Linked DNA regions of Mus musculus: all the other regions are linked to region 1. The links are chromatin contacts, called in public ChIA-PET, HiChIP or PLAC-seq and promoter capture Hi-C maps. All regions are on one chromosome and are shown on one strand. Each heading gives the region's core, a stretch centred on a gene start, on an enhancer-like site or on the middle of the called end of the contact. The rest is flanking DNA. Distances are from core to core; before and after follow the strand shown.

Region 1 (2,890 bases), core at 145-2,644:
GAACACACAGATAGATAGCAGGTAACCTCTTCAAACCACAGTGGGAAAGGAAAAGCAGGTTTGCTCGTCCCAATAAAAAAAAACCTCACAGTTAGCAAGGGCTCAGTTTTCATATTAATACCTGGGAGACATGCTCACCGCCCCCACCACCTTCTGCCACTTTCCCTAATTTCTAACCACATCACTGAAGCATCAGAATGGTCGTCATAAGCGACCAGATGACACAAGGCGGCCCAGCCATGCAAGAACTGAGAATAGGCAAACATAGTAACCAAGAGCAGGGAAATCCGACCCTTTCAGACTCCGACCATGGATCCCAAGCTCCCATGGCTTTGTTTACAAAACTGAGATTAAAAACAAAGGGCCCATCATATGACTTTGAAGGTCGAATGAGAAAATACATATTCCTAGACCAGTCACTGAGAAATAACTTTTTCACCACTGGACTCTCAGAAGAGTTCAGAGAGGTGGCTGGCAACCATAGTGATCTACAGTTGTACTGAAGTACTGCCCTGAGTCCAGGCAAACCCCAGGGCTCTCTGCTGACAGCCCCACTCCGCAACGGCGGGAAAGTGGCTCACAGCGTATACAAAGAGGGGTTCGTCCACAAACAAACGCATACCATTCTTCAGAGACAGCGAGACCAGGCCTTCAAGGCGTTCACACTGACAACCATGACCCCATTATGACAGCTCGGGCGTTCTTAACTTCAGTCGGTCATCTTTGGAATGAAAAGCTCCTCTCGCCAAACAGGATGCGCAGAAACAAACAGATCCGCCATCTGGTGGATCGAGGGCTCACTGAGCGGGCCACTGCCTGCGACCAAGGACCCCAACCAGGGTCATATGAGTTGGAGGTCATAAAGGGCTCCGCCAAGAGTCACCAAATTAGGGAAACCTGGGGTGGGAAGGTGGAAATGCGGCCCGCACCTTCCCCGCTTAGTTCAGCAAGCGGATTCTGTCAACCCCAATTAAACCAAAACAGGAAGCGCTGAGAACGGAGCAACGCGCTGTGCCCGTACCTGGTAACACTGTGTCCTGCTCCTCCGCGTCCCGCAGCTCCGCGCCGCGCTCCCCCACCGGCTGCTCCTCCTCCCGCGCGGAGGGCGCCGAGGGCTCCCCTAACGCGCCCCTGGGGGCCGGACTGGGTGAAGCCGAGCTGTCCGAGGGGCTGTCCGGGCCCCAGGCGTCCCAGAGCCAGGGCGCGTGCGCTTGCTCCAGCAGCCGGCGGCCCAGGCGGTAGCGCAGCAGCTCGCGGTAGCACGGCGCGTATTCGTCCCAGCGCGGCTCCCGATAGCGCTTCATATACTCGCTCTTCACCCCGCTGCCCGGGGACATGGTGCCGCGCGCCGCCGACTGCCTGCTCCGCGCTGCCGCCTACGGGTGCGACGGACTCAGAGGCGCGGCCCGCCGCGCGGTTCAAACCCGGAGCCCCGCCCGGACTGGAGGGCGGAGGCTGGGGCAAGGAGGGGCGGAGAGGGGGCGGGTCTGTGACGGGTGTTTCTGGGAGAGGGCGTTCCTAGCGGGGGCGGAGTTCCGGGCTGGGAAGGCCCCTAGTTCAGGTAATAGCGGGGGCGGGGTTTCAGGAGGGATTCCAGGCGACGCGACCTATCTAGATGGAATGATAGGTGGTCACCAGGGGTCTGCTCCACTCGGTAGAGGTGGAGACCACCGGACTCAAGGTGACGGGACAGGGGATCTTAGGTCCCCAGACACCCTCCTGGGCGAGGAGTCGGGGACTCTAGGAGCAGCGTCCTTACCTCCTGCCTGTTCTATCCTCCGCTCTCCGGAGGTCAGCTGAGATCGTGGCGCAGCAGCTATAGCGCGAACAGCGTTTCTCCTTGCGCGTCCTCCACCAAGATGTCGCCGATGGAGCGGTGGCTCCGCGGTCCTACAGCAGCCGGAGACGAAGGCGCCGCCCTAGCCTGAAGCCTGCACCTCCCCGCGCGCCCGCCGGGCCCCCGCCCGCTCCTGCGCCCGCGCCTGGGGCGCTGCTGTGAACCCCCAGCTCGTTCGCCCACTCGCTACTGGGGGCCTCGCGAGGAGGCTTCAGCTCTAGATGCAACCTGAGCAACCAACACCTAGCCGAGGACCAAATCCTGTGTCCCGATTCCTTCCTCTTTTCACAACGCCCGGGTTCTCAGGCCTTAGTGATTTTTTTATTGTTGTTGTTAATGATGTTGTTGATGTTGCTATTTTAATACATTTCCCTCCTCTGCCCCCTTTTTGAGACAAATCTCATGTTACCAAGGCTGGTCTAGAACTCATTCCAGAGCCCAAGCTGGTCTTGAACTCCTGATCCTTCTCCGCCAACCTCACAAGTGCTGGAATTAGCAGGTATGAGCCGCCTCACCTGCCCTTGCCTTTTATAACTTACTAGAGGCCAACTTTTGTAAAAATAAATAAATAAAATAAAATAAAGCCTAGGGCCTGCTCAAGGACCTGGTGCAAATGTTTGGCTTGGGCTCTAATGGACAGGGTCGCAGGGTTGTTACTGTTGCAATCCTGCTCTACAGATGGCTTTTGTAAAAGGAAGCATTGATGCAATCGCTGCAGAAAGATTTGAAAGGACAGGCATCCAGGAAGGATCACACTAAAAAAAAAAAGAAAGAAAGAAAAAGAAGGAAGGAAGGAGGAAGGAAGGAAGGAAGGAAGGAAGGAAGGAAGGAAGAAAAAAAAGTAGGTCCCAGCGGGATGTTTCCAGGAAGCAGATCACTTTGGGATTTCTGCAGTTCAGTTGAACTATTCCCATGTGTCTACACCTGCCTGGACCCGTTCTGAACATAGGACGCTAAGGCTGAAGGGTGTTCACAGCCTAGGTGGCTGCTCTGAGAACCTGAACTGATTAGTCTGATGGTACTGTTTCTGGAGGAGACAGAAATGACCACAGC
Region 2 (2,890 bases), core at 240-2,739, 490 kb after region 1:
CCCCTTGTAGCAGCTAGCACATGGCAGTTCTCAAGAGCTGGAGAGCATCAGAGAAGGCTTGGGGATTCTGAGGGGAGAGCGAGGACCTAAAGAAACCTCAGTCAGTTTGGGCTTGCACACCAGACCCACTCCTTGCACACTAGACCCGCCCCTTGTACACTAGAATCACCCCTTGCACACTAGACCTGCCCCATGCACACTAAACCACTCTTTGTAAACTAGACCCACCCCTTGCACACTAGGCACACCCCTTGTACTCTATACTGCCCCTTGTACACTAGACCTGCCCCTTGCATATTAGAGCCACCCCTTACACACTAGAACCACCCTTTGACACTAGACCTGCCCCTTGCACCCTAGACCTGCTCCTTGCACACTAAACAACTCCTTGTAAACTAGAACCACCCCTTGCACACTAAACTACTCCTTGCTCACTAGACCCACCCCTTGCACACTAGATCCGCCCCTTAGGCCAGTCCAAAATGGGAACCCTGTGCTCACTTGCAAGAGGGGCATTGTGGGAGAGGTGAGTGAGGAGGGCATTGTGACCCTGTGTTACACCTAGTGGTCCTCCAAGGAGCAAAGACAGGACTGTGAACTCATGAACTTCCCACTGGAGACATTGAATATGCTCTTCAGCAAATTGGACAACCTTGCAGACTGTAGCTATTCTCATCTGCCTCTCGGGGACCTTCAGTGCCCTGGTGGGAGTAGAGGTGGGGCTGTCCAGGAGTCAGGAGGCACAGCCCCTTACCTGCTCGGCTGAATTCCTGTAAGTCAGTCATGGATGCTAAGCCATTTCTCCATGGCAGGAAGAACTGTGGGGCTAGATAGAGTTTTTCAAGAGAGCCAAGTTGTCTGGCTTGGGACGTAATAAGGTGCTAGGGAAAATGGTGGGCTTTGGGTGTGACTAGACCTGACCTCCTCCTTCTCATAGCTGAGCCACTAGCCTGCGTCATTGCCAATCTCCGCTGTAAACTGGAGGGCTGAGATTTGGGCTGTGCACAGCCCAGGTCCAGGTGAGGTCCTTGGCCTCATCCAGTGTCCCTGTGATGGTGGCTCAGCTTGTCCAGTCCCAAGGTTACACTTGCTACTCTTCTCCACTGTAGGCTCCCATCAGATCGGGGGTGGGGTGGGGGGGGAGGGCGGCATGACAACCTACCACCTCTCCCCGTCTCTAAGATTCAGTTGTCCTTCGGCACACTGTGAGCTTATCCTCTACTGGAAAATACGGTTGTAGCATCACGGACCCCTCAAGTGTCCCAGTGCCTCACAAACCTAGACACGGTGACCAGGTGAAGGACTGTGGGGCTCTGCAGCTCCTTTCCTTTCCCATCCCCGCCAGGTCACCCAGTTAGTCCCAGTGACCGTGTTGTTGCTGGTCTCACGTGGGGCTGTGTCTTCTATAATTCCAGCTGCCCACACTCCCCAGTCCACAACACTATTTGGTCTGTTTTGTGCTAATTTGAGGTTCTGCTGCCCTCTGCTGGCCAGACCGGGAACAGCCTCACCCAGAGGTAGGGACATTTCCCAGGAAAGAAAGGCAAAAAAACCTAGGTTTAGAAGATCATGGGATCCAGGTAAGATCAGGCTGTCAGATCTGTTGCTGTGTTGTTACCCTGACACTTTTGAGGTTAGACACAGCACCTAAACCTGCCCCTCTCCCAGGCCCAGTTCAGTCCACCCATTCCAGGGCAATAGCCTTGGATTCTTAGGTACCCTATACTCTAATGTCCTTAGAGGCCTCAGTGACTCCTTCTCAAGATCTTCAGATATTGTGCTTGGCTGCATGGGATCATAAAGGAATTCCCCACCACATACCAGCTTCCCTGAGCCCGCTCAGAATCAGACCGGATTGCAGAGACCGCACTGTCCTATTAGCACCTGGTACAGACACCAAGGTTACCGTGGGCTTCTTGGGTCAAACACCTACTCACTGTCTAGAGAGCTAACGGGCGCAGTCTCAGCAGCCCCTTGCCCCGCAGAACTGTCTCGAACACGTTGAGCTCAGGAGCATCCCTGTGGGGCAGCTCAGAGGTGCTGGCCCATATTTGCCAGGGTCACATAAGGTTTGCTCCAGGAACAAAGGCACTCAGCTTGTGAAGTAACACCTCCCTCCTGACCTGCCACAGTACCTCGGACCCAGTGACAGTGAGTGACAGCCCATGTGCCCCAAGCCTTGGCTTTTACTGTTAGTGCTCTGGGCAAGTGAGAGGTCTGGTTTTCTCCTCTGTGCTGATGAGTGTTCTTCTTACACCTCGGGGTCTGGGATTTGGTGTTCCTCCGTGGTTTGATTTAATGATAGTTGTAGTCTGCTTGCTTCAGGTGCCCTTCTCTCTCAAGGCAGCCACAGCCATGTGTTCCCATGAGCCCCAGCTGTGCCTTGAATGTGGTTTGTGCCCCCCAGCCCCACCCCAATCCCACCCCCACCGGACCCCAACCCTCTACATGCTCAGCTTCTGTTTGGAGGATCTTACTTCTGACCTGCATAGTCCAGGCTGTCCTCAGACTCACAATAAAGTTCCTTTCACCGTGTACTCACACATGCACACATGCGTGCACATGAACGCACGCACACGCACACGCGCACACACACACACACACACAGGGATGACAGGTATATTCCACCATGCCTAACTATGTGTTGAAATTCAGTGCCCACTGGGAGGCTTCAAGGGGACAGGACTTTAGTCCGACTGTCACCCAGTCAGGGCTCTGGAAGGGGGATCTGAATAGGCAAAGTCATCAGGGTGGTGCACCTGACAGTCCTGGTGGCTTTTTAAAAAGGACTGGCTATGGGGCCATCCCTTGTCTCCATGAGATGGCTGAGCCACCTCAGGATGCTGCCAGCCACAAACCATCACCAGCTGGAGCACCTGGGCTCTGACAT
Region 3 (2,890 bases), core at 226-2,725, 460 kb after region 1:
GAATAGCATCTCTCCACACAGTGTGGAGGTCTCTCAAAAAAACAAAAACAAAAAAACAAAAAAACCACAAAACCATATCTTCTGACAACGGAGCCATACCACTCCTGGGGATTTACCTAGAGGACATTCAAGTCAAGATCACACAGACAGACACTTGCACATTGACAATTACAGCAGCGGTAGTCACAGCAGCCACGTTACAGAGGCAGGCCAGGTGCCATCAGCGTGGGGAAAGGCAAGGACACTGGGGTTGTTTTCAGCTGTAAAGAAGGAGCCGTCATGCCATTTATAGGAAAATTGATGCAATCATATTAGGTGAATAAGCCAATCTCAAAATGACAGACATCACACGCTTTCTCTTATTTGCAGATCCTAGACTTTATATAGACTTTATATACATAAAATCATGTATGTATTTATGACAGGAAGGTAGAAATGAAGCCGTCTAGGTTGGAACAGAGGAGGCGCTTGGGAAGGGAGGGAGAGGTATATGGGAAACAGGCTTAACACAACTACATGTGTATATGAAAACTTAAAAAATAGTTTTTACAAATGAGTCTAAGGGTAGCTGCCTCAGCACAGCCTGGGGCTCTTTGCCTGGCCTGCTTGGTTACAGGTTACAATCAGTGTTCCGCAGAGCCAGGCACCTGCATGTGACTCAGCTCTGGGTATCCCCGGTGAGCCTGCTATCCCCTGGCCAGGTCCGGCTTTGTGATGGTGGTCAGCTGTCTGTAGCTTTCCAGCAGCTGCTCACCCTGGATGCCAGCTCAGGAGTGGGGAACGTGTTTCCAGCTCTGGCTTGGCTAGCACTCCGGCCACACAACAGGCTAGATGACTGTTCCAGACACTTTGGAAACATTGTATCAATTGCCAAGGCAGCCACTGAGATGACAGATCTGTCTTCCCCCAGCTGAGAGGAACTGGGGGGGGGGGGGGCGAATTCAGGCTTCCAGTGAGCCACTGCCTCTGCTCAGGGCCTACATCCTCCCAGTGTTCCTGTGAAAGCAGTCCTCACTGCACTTCCGTGCCCCAGCTGGGAAGCTGAAAGATCTACCTTAAGTTCTTCAGGGTTTTGAGACTTCTGATTGTTAGCATGCTGTAGAGACTCACACGTCGTCCGGTGAGTGGCAAAGGCAGAAATCAGACCAGCCACAGGGCTCCCAGCTACGTTATCTTCCCACCTCAGCAGCAGGAACAGACCTCAGCTCAGGACAGAGTGGGGCACATCTCACTGTCTTCACAGAGCCAGGAGGCTGTTCCCTGTTCCCAGTTCCTCTTGGCAGAATATAGAACTCCCTACATCTCCAGGTGAGGACTAAATTCATTCAAGTCAACTTGGTTCTTTATATGGGGTAGCCTGGTCTATTCCAACTCAAGGTGTCAGAACCGCAGGCTAACCCTGAAGCAGAAGGAAGTGGGGGAGGGAGGCAAAGTGAGCAACCCAGAGGAAACAGAGGACTGTGTGCAGCTTCTCTCAGATACGCCCCCAACGATCTGTAACAAAACCAGAAACCTCTGATAGGTTGTGTGTTCATGAGACACCCAGAGCAGCTAAGATAATAAGACAGTTGCAGGTACATGTCTACGAAAAGAAATGTAAATGGAATAGATATTTTTCTAGGAAAATATTACCAAAATCACTCAAGAAATAGAAGGCACGAGCTGGGCATGGTGGCACACACCTGCCATCTCAGCTCTCAGAAGGGGAGAAGTGAGAGGTTGCGAGGCCTTGGGCTTGCGGTGGGGTGAGATGAGAGCAGGAGCGAATCACGGCAAAGGGTGAAGAGCGTGGAGTGACTCAGTACACGGTTACCGGTGCTCCTTACTCCTTGACGGAGACTAGGCAGGGACAGTGTGTGTGTCTGCTCCTACGTGGGAACCTGACCACAGCAGGGTGGTGTGGCAAAGCTGTGTGCCCAGGCGAGCAGCGACTATGTGTCCTCTCCGTCAGCTGAGTCCTCGGAGGTTGATACCATGCTGTTTAGGGATGTATATATGCCTTTTCTCTGTGTGATTAGTTAAAAGCATACCTAGGAGTGACAGCGCACCAAATCTGGGTTAGAGGTTCCCTCTCCCGACACTGGGGGTTGGAAAGGGCCTGAAAGGGTGGTAACTGTTGCCTGTGAGCTGCCGTAAAGACAGGACCACAGAGTGAAGGCCCTCCTGCTTGTCACTGTCCCTACACGGGCCAGTGAGCTACATCACTAATGTCCTGGTGTCTGTCTTAATTAGGGTTTCCATTGTTGAGAAGAGACACTATGACCAAGGCAGCTCTTAGAAAGGACAACATTTAATCAGAGCTGGCTTACAGGTTCAGAGGTTCAGTCCATTATCACCAAGGCAGGAACATGGCAGCGTCCAGGCAGACATGGTGCTGGAGAAGAAGCCAAGAGTTCTACATCTTGTTCTGAAGGCAAACAGGAGAAGACTACTGTCTTCCAGGCAGCTAGGAGGAGGGCCTCGAAGGCCACCCCCACAGGGACACACATCCTCCAACAAGGCCACAAGTAGTGCCACTCCCTCTCCCACGGCCAAGCATATTCAAACCTATGAGTCTATGGGGACATTCCTAGTCAGACCACCACAGTGTCACACGGGGTGAGAAGAAACCCAGGAACCCTCATCACCCTTCTGACCGTATCGTTGCTAGGACTTGACCCTCCCCTTGGGTATGTACATGTTCTGGCCGGTTTCTTCCTGTGTATCCTCAGCTTCACCTGTGTGATGCCCGTGGATAACGCCAGGACCAGTAACATGTATTACTGGCCACAGTGACATGTATTAATCCCTGCAAATGACCCAACGGCATTTAGGATCATCCAGTGTATGTCTGCAGCATCCGTCTGTCCCTGGGAGTCAGCTGGAGCTTTGATTTAATGTCAGAAATAGG
Region 4 (2,890 bases), core at 268-2,767, 450 kb before region 1:
GATCCGGGAAAATAGACCTGACCACGTTTGACTTAGAGGGTGTCACTTCTATTTGTCATTTATTGCAGGAGTAAAGACCAACGTCTGTTAATGTATGCTTTAAGTGTTGCTCTGTGGCTTGGGAACCACCTTGTGAGCAGACGTTGCCAGAGTTGGCAAAGAAGGAACTGACTCCTAGTTGAACGTGGTCGAGCACACATTTGATGCCAGCACTCTGGCAGCAGAGGGAGGCAGGTCTATTTCAGGTTACATAGTGAGACCCTGTCTCAAGACAACAGAAATGACTCTTAAGGGGACTGTTACAGACACTGAAAGTGCCCTCCAGCGAAGCCCTGCCTCACTCCCCTGCTGCCTTTCTTTTCTTTTTTTTTCTTTTTCCAAAACAGGGTTTCTCTATGTAGCCCTGGCTGTCCTGGAACTCACTCTGTAGACCAGGCTGGCCTCGAACTTAGAAATCCGCCTGCCTCTGCCTCCCGAGTGCTGGGATTAAAGGCGTGTGCCACCACCACAGCCCAGCTTCTGCTGCCTTTCTTAAGTTACTCTCCTCACCTGTATGCAGAAGGGGCCATCCAGTGCTACTGAGACAGCATTGGATACCATGGAGAGAGTCCAGCAGCAACCAAGGGTGGGTTGCTACCACCACTGCGTGCTATCCTGACCACTATGAATAGTCACATGCCCAGCTGCTGGCCCACAGAGGCTGGAGACAGATCTGCCCTGATGTGGTTCCTGGCTCCAGGGCTAGCATGTGCTCCACAGCGGAAATGAGACTCCTCAAGGGAAGGGGTGGGGGGTGAGACTAAGAAGATGGGATGTGACTGACCAAAGCTTGCTGGCCAATAGCCTCGGGGCCCCCTCTAGTCAGTCAGCTTCCTACCACACCCAGAACTGTAGTTAAGGGAGGCTTCAGCAAGCTTGGGCCCATGAGGGACTTAAGCATCAGCTCTGCCAGAGCTCATCTGAGCCCCTTGGCATAGGGCTCTTTCCTGCCTTGGCCCTGCCTCTACTTGTTGATTCTCAAAGTTCTTGGACCAGCCCCTAAAGCTACCTTGAAGTCAGTAGCTGAGTTGCTGCTATATGAACACATCTTCAGCTTCAGGTGGAAATGCCACTGCCATTGGCACACTTCTAATGGAGAGTGGGAATGAAGGTGGGAGGTAGGGGTGCCTCATTCACACCCAGTGGCTGCCTGAGGCAGCGCAGCCTGAGAGAGAGAGAAAGGAGGTTTCAGACAACCCAGGAAAGTGATTTTTGAAGTGGGCTTGGAGCTTTAGGTAGGGCCACTCAGGGCAGGTTCTAGTGAGGTTGAATGCCTGAAAGAGATTGGTAAGTCACAGGGGCTTTGAACACAAAAGGGAGAGGCAAGACCCTGTGTTGGAGTCCAAAGCTAGTTTTCCGGTTTCTCGGTGCTGCCTCTGCCCCCTAGAGGCAGCCTGGGGCACTACACATCCCTGGCACATGCCCATCATGTGGCCACCCTCAGGAGGAGGGGCTCCAGGGATGAGTTAAAAGATTAAGAGAAAAGCTCCCTTCTTCTCCAGAGTCCCGTCTACCCTGGCTTGGCGAGGGAAAGGAACCAGACATATATCAGAGGCAAGTAACCAAGAAGTCTGGAGGTGTTGAGTTTAGGCATGTCTCTACCTGAGCCACTTGGGAAGAGACAGGGAGAACAGCAGAAGGCTAAGCTACTTCACACTGGCAGTGAGAGTCCATGAGCAGAGCTCAGGGTCCTCAGCAGGAAGTGTCTATGCCATGCCGAGGCTGGCCTGTCCAGCCAGAAAGAACACAAGTGTAAAGGAAAATCGGAGCGTGCCTGTATGGAAAGAGGCCGGTCTGAGGGATGTCAGAGACCCCCGACAACAACATGAAGTGAATCAGAAGCTGGGGGCTGATACCACCTGGAGCTGCAGCCTCCACAGACCGCTTCCTACTTCCTGACAAGACTATGTCCACTCAGGAGCCCCAGAAGAGTCTTCTGGGTTCTCTCAACTCCAATGCCACCTCTCACCTTGGACTGGCCACCAACCAGTCAGAGCCTTGGTGCCTGTATGTGTCCATCCCAGATGGCCTCTTCCTCAGCCTAGGGCTGGTGAGTCTGGTGGAGAATGTGCTGGTTGTGATAGCCATCACCAAAAACCGCAACCTGCACTCGCCCATGTATTACTTCATCTGCTGCCTGGCCCTGTCTGACCTGATGGTAAGTGTCAGCATCGTGCTGGAGACTACTATCATCCTGCTGCTGGAGGCGGGCATCCTGGTGGCCAGAGTGGCTTTGGTGCAGCAGCTGGACAACCTCATTGACGTGCTCATCTGTGGCTCCATGGTGTCCAGTCTCTGCTTCCTGGGCATCATTGCTATAGACCGCTACATCTCCATCTTCTATGCGCTGCGTTATCACAGCATCGTGACGCTGCCCAGAGCACGACGGGCTGTCGTGGGCATCTGGATGGTCAGCATCGTCTCCAGCACCCTCTTTATCACCTACTACAAGCACACAGCCGTTCTGCTCTGCCTCGTCACTTTCTTTCTAGCCATGCTGGCACTCATGGCGATTCTGTATGCCCACATGTTCACGAGAGCGTGCCAGCACGCTCAGGGCATTGCCCAGCTCCACAAAAGGCGGCGGTCCATCCGCCAAGGCTTCTGCCTCAAGGGTGCTGCCACCCTTACTATCCTTCTGGGGATTTTCTTCCTGTGCTGGGGCCCCTTCTTCCTGCATCTCTTGCTCATCGTCCTCTGCCCTCAGCACCCCACCTGCAGCTGCATCTTCAAGAACTTCAACCTCTTCCTCCTCCTCATCGTCCTCAGCTCCACTGTTGACCCCCTCATCTATGCTTTCCGCAGCCAGGAGCTCCGCATGACACTCAAGGAGGTGCTGCTGTGCTCCTGG
Region 5 (2,890 bases), core at 222-2,721, 370 kb after region 1:
CATGTGTGTGTTGGGGAGCATAATCAGATGAAATGTTAGGATTCCTCTTCCACACTCAGCAATATGACTAACTTTCTGTTTTGCTTTTGTAGTAGCAGTTTTGCTGTCCTTTGACTTCTCAGATAGGAAGCATTTGGAGGCAGGGCTCCGGGTGGGGACTTTCTCTTCTGTCCTCTGCAGTTTTCAACAGATACTGATGCTGATGCTATGCTGGGGGAGGGGCCACTTGCTTGTCTCTTTCCTGCTCTTTGGGGTTTGTCCTGCTTCCTCTTCTTTCCCTTCACTCCCAGGCCTCTGAGGGGCAACAGTTGTTCCCACTTATCTGACTGTCCCCAAGACTCTTGGGTGTTTTCAAGCCTGTCATCTCTTCAGTATTTTACAAATCTCTTCCCTGGTCAGTACAGTGCTCGGATTCTAGTACTTGGAACGGAACTTCTTAGGGTATGAGAAACCTGTCTTCTGTGAAGGGTGTTTGCAGAATGGGGTGCCTGGTGGAATGGGGTGCCTGGTGGAATGGGATGTCTTCAGGAATGGGGTGTCTTCAGGAATGGGGTGTCTGGTGGAACTAAGAGGCTTTCCCTTCTCACTTCTGAGAAGTCTGAAGTTCAGGTGAGGCTCAGAATCCTGGTAGCCCAAGGCTTGCGGTGCTCTTTGTTCAGGATTGGGCAGACTGCCGCCCAGGGAGTTCCTTCCTCCTGCAGTGTGGGCAGATCTCAGAAATATTTGCAGGCTCTCAAGTACTGGAAATTCTTTTCCAGACACAGGGACTTAGAGTCACAAGGTCATGGACAAGGTTACAGTCACCAGAGCTGCTGTCAGGGAACTCGCTGCTGCCTGCTCTATTAAGTGGGTTACTATGCTCACCTCATTCCTTCAAGAAAGCAACCAATAAAAAACCGAAAAGATTTAAAAACATAAATTACCATCTATCTCCCCTCTTTTTCACGTTTATTTAAAACCACCACCATTCCATTTTGCTTTTAAGAGCAGGAAGGGTCATCCTTACAAGCAAGCGCCTTGAAATCTACCTTCCCTGTCTTAGTCTTGTTCAGACCACAGGGCAGTGCATTCCTGTTATCCCAGGACTCAGAAGTCTGATGCAAAAGGAGTGCTGCGAGATTGAGGCCAGCATGGGCTGGATGGTGAGTTCGAGGTCAGTCTGGATTATAGGATGAGACCTTATATTAAAAAAGAGAAAGCACAAATAAAAAATAAAAACCCAAGAACCCACTATTGCCCAAATAGTGAATGTGACGGATGGCGGGCCGGGGCGATCTCTGCAGACTGGCCCATTCCAAGTCTTTGGGGAACCGCGCGTCCGCGCCCGCTGCCTCCACCTGCCACTCCCGGGGGCGCGCAGTGGGCGGGGCGCCGCTGCCATGGAGACTCGGCTCCGCCCCCGCGCCCGCCCCTCAGCGTCGATTGGTCGCCCTTTGCTCCCTGACCCCGCCGCTGGGCCGCCGCTTCCTGCCGGGCGCCGAGCGCCGAGCGCCGAGCGCCGCCCGCCGAGCGCCGCGTCTTCCCGCGCCGCCGCCCCGAGCTCCGCCCGCCGCGCGCTCCGCCCGCCGCGCCGCCAGGCTGCCCGGCGGCCGCCCAGAGCGAGGATGCGGCGGCGCTCGCGGATGCTGCTGTGCTTCGCGCTGCTCTGGGTCCTGGGCATCGCCTACTACATGTACTCGGGGGGCGGCTCCGCGCTGGCCGCGGGCGGGGGCGGCGCCGGCAGGAAGGTGAGTGCCGCGAGGCCTGTGCGCCGACCCGGGCCTGCAGCGGGGAGGCGCCGTGCACCGAGAGTGCTCCCCGGCTCGGGGCAGCAGATGTGGGGACCCTGGCCGGGACGCGCGCCTCAAGTTTTCTCCGGGCCCTCAGGCCAGCGGCGCGAGCTCCGGCCCTGTCCGGCTCACCCGCGGCTCTGGGTGCAGCGACTTGCCTCCCGCATGCGGGGCGCGGGCACCCGGAGCCACGTACCGCCCTGCGCCAGGATCTTGGAGGCTGTTATCTCGCTGGCGACACTGCGCTCCACTCCCTGTGCCGGGATCATAGGGACAACCCTTCCGCCGGACTCCCTGCCCCCTGCTCCGTACTCCGCCCAGATCACCCCGGAGCCCCACTCCCTGCTCCGGGATCTTGGGGATCGTTGTCACCCGAAACCCGGTGCTCCCCGAGCCACATTCCGCCCAACTGGAACCCGCGACCCTCTCGTCTTGCGCCCAGATCTTGGGGACCTTGGTCGGGCTGGAACCCTGGTGCTCCAGTGATCAGAGGCGTGATCCCTCCCTATCCTCCCCATCCAGCACCCCGGCAGTGAGGTCGTACCGTGGTTCTGTCAGACCTCCCGTTCTACTTGCTACACTGCCCACCTCGGCCCTTGGCCGCTCACGGCGGCGGGAACTACCTAGCCTTTTGCGCTTGCATTTCCTAACCCCAAGTCCGCATTTCCTAACCCCAAGTCCCTCCTCGGTGTGTGTCTCTGGTGGGTTCGGTAGTGAGGCCGGGAGTCTTAGAGCTTACAGGTTCTGATTCGGCAGTCATCTCGGCTTGGGTACCGAGTGGACACCGAGCGAGCGTGGGATCCTTGCCTTGGTTGGTGCTGTCTAGGCTGTTGTATTCTCTCCTGAGGGGTTTGTGGTGTTTTACTAGCTAACGAGCTTCGAAATATAGTTATCTTTTCCAAAGATTTGTAGCCCTCCTTACTTGATTTTGAGTAACAGTACACGACCAGAAAAGAATGGAGGTAGATCGCGGCTTAGGGAGATAGGGGGTAGAATCTTGAGTAGGATGGACTGCCCATGAGCAGCCGCCGACTTTACCCCTACTCAGACACTGAATGTCAAAGGCACATGGCTGATTCCCTTTTTCTCTGGCATCTTCAAGTTATTCCTAGCTGCAGGTA

What was found. Promoter capture Hi-C pulls out the DNA fragments that hold promoters and counts their contacts. ChIA-PET counts read pairs in DNA pulled down with a chosen protein or histone mark. HiChIP or PLAC-seq counts read pairs in DNA pulled down with a chosen protein or histone mark.
Region 2: an H3K27ac HiChIP or PLAC-seq map of microglia shows a contact between it and region 1, with 9 times the contacts expected there. The contact joins the enhancer-like site here to the promoter of Ccsap in region 1. A contact is called at or near these places in 10 of 39 promoter capture datasets (the 3T3-L1 cell line, cranial neural crest, embryonic stem cells and 6 more), 1 of 484 Hi-C or Micro-C datasets (embryonic stem cells), 15 of 115 datasets of contacts at active chromatin or transcription factors (astrocytes, bone marrow-derived macrophages, craniofacial prominence and 10 more) and 3 of 9 other capture datasets (adipose tissue, embryonic stem cells and macrophages).
Region 3: a contact with region 1 is called in an RNA polymerase II ChIA-PET map of memory CD8 T cells, with 58 read pairs. The contact joins the enhancer-like site here to the promoter of Ccsap in region 1. A contact is called at or near these places in 3 of 39 promoter capture datasets (hematopoietic stem and progenitor cells and liver) and 4 of 115 datasets of contacts at active chromatin or transcription factors (double positive thymocytes, memory CD8 T cells, pancreatic cancer cells and 1 more).
Region 4: a contact with region 1 is called in a promoter capture Hi-C map of liver, with 2.3 times the contacts expected there. The contact joins the promoter of Mc1r here to the promoter of Ccsap in region 1. A contact is called at or near these places in 2 of 39 promoter capture datasets (the HPC-7 cell line and liver).
Region 5: a promoter capture Hi-C map of liver shows a contact between it and region 1, with 2.5 times the contacts expected there. The contact joins the promoter of Galnt2 here to the promoter of Ccsap in region 1. A contact is called at or near these places in 4 of 39 promoter capture datasets (fetal liver, liver and pre-B cells), 4 of 484 Hi-C or Micro-C datasets (CD4 T cells, embryonic stem cells and regulatory T cells) and 1 of 115 datasets of contacts at active chromatin or transcription factors (embryonic stem cells).

Annotation. Positions count from the first base shown.
Region 1 is chr8:123,858,074-123,860,963 of GRCm38.p6, forward strand. It overlaps Ccsap (centriole, cilia and spindle associated protein), which reads right to left and starts at 1,395. Exons shown (of 3, transcript NM_001379289.1): 1 at 1,022-1,395. The coding sequence starts at 1,337. Gm9901 (a long non-coding RNA gene) reads left to right here and starts at 1,382. Exons shown (of 2, transcript XR_388182.4): 1 at 1,382-1,561; 2 at 1,797-2,425.
Region 2 is chr8:124,348,457-124,351,346 of GRCm38.p6, forward strand. No RefSeq gene overlaps it. Among named protein-coding and RNA genes, the nearest start is that of Pgbd5, 84 kb to the right of the region's middle. Within about 2 kb of position 1,490, at least 16 of the 459 cell types and tissues checked have an H3K27ac peak or open chromatin away from gene starts, as enhancers often do.
Region 3 is chr8:124,318,011-124,320,900 of GRCm38.p6, forward strand. All of the region lies in intron 3 of Galnt2 (polypeptide N-acetylgalactosaminyltransferase 2), which reads left to right. Among named protein-coding and RNA genes, the nearest start is that of Galnt2, 88 kb to the left of the region's middle. Within about 2 kb of position 1,476, at least 64 of the 459 cell types and tissues checked have an H3K27ac peak or open chromatin away from gene starts, as enhancers often do. A contact at or near this core is called in double positive thymocytes, hematopoietic stem and progenitor cells and memory CD8 T cells, where this site is marked.
Region 4 is chr8:123,405,565-123,408,454 of GRCm38.p6, forward strand. Mc1r (melanocortin 1 receptor) reads left to right here and starts at 1,518. Exons shown (of 1, transcript NM_008559.2): 1 at 1,518-2,890. The coding sequence starts at 1,946.
Region 5 is chr8:124,229,923-124,232,812 of GRCm38.p6, forward strand. Galnt2 (polypeptide N-acetylgalactosaminyltransferase 2) reads left to right here and starts at 1,472. Exons shown (of 16, transcript NM_139272.2): 1 at 1,472-1,727. The coding sequence starts at 1,605.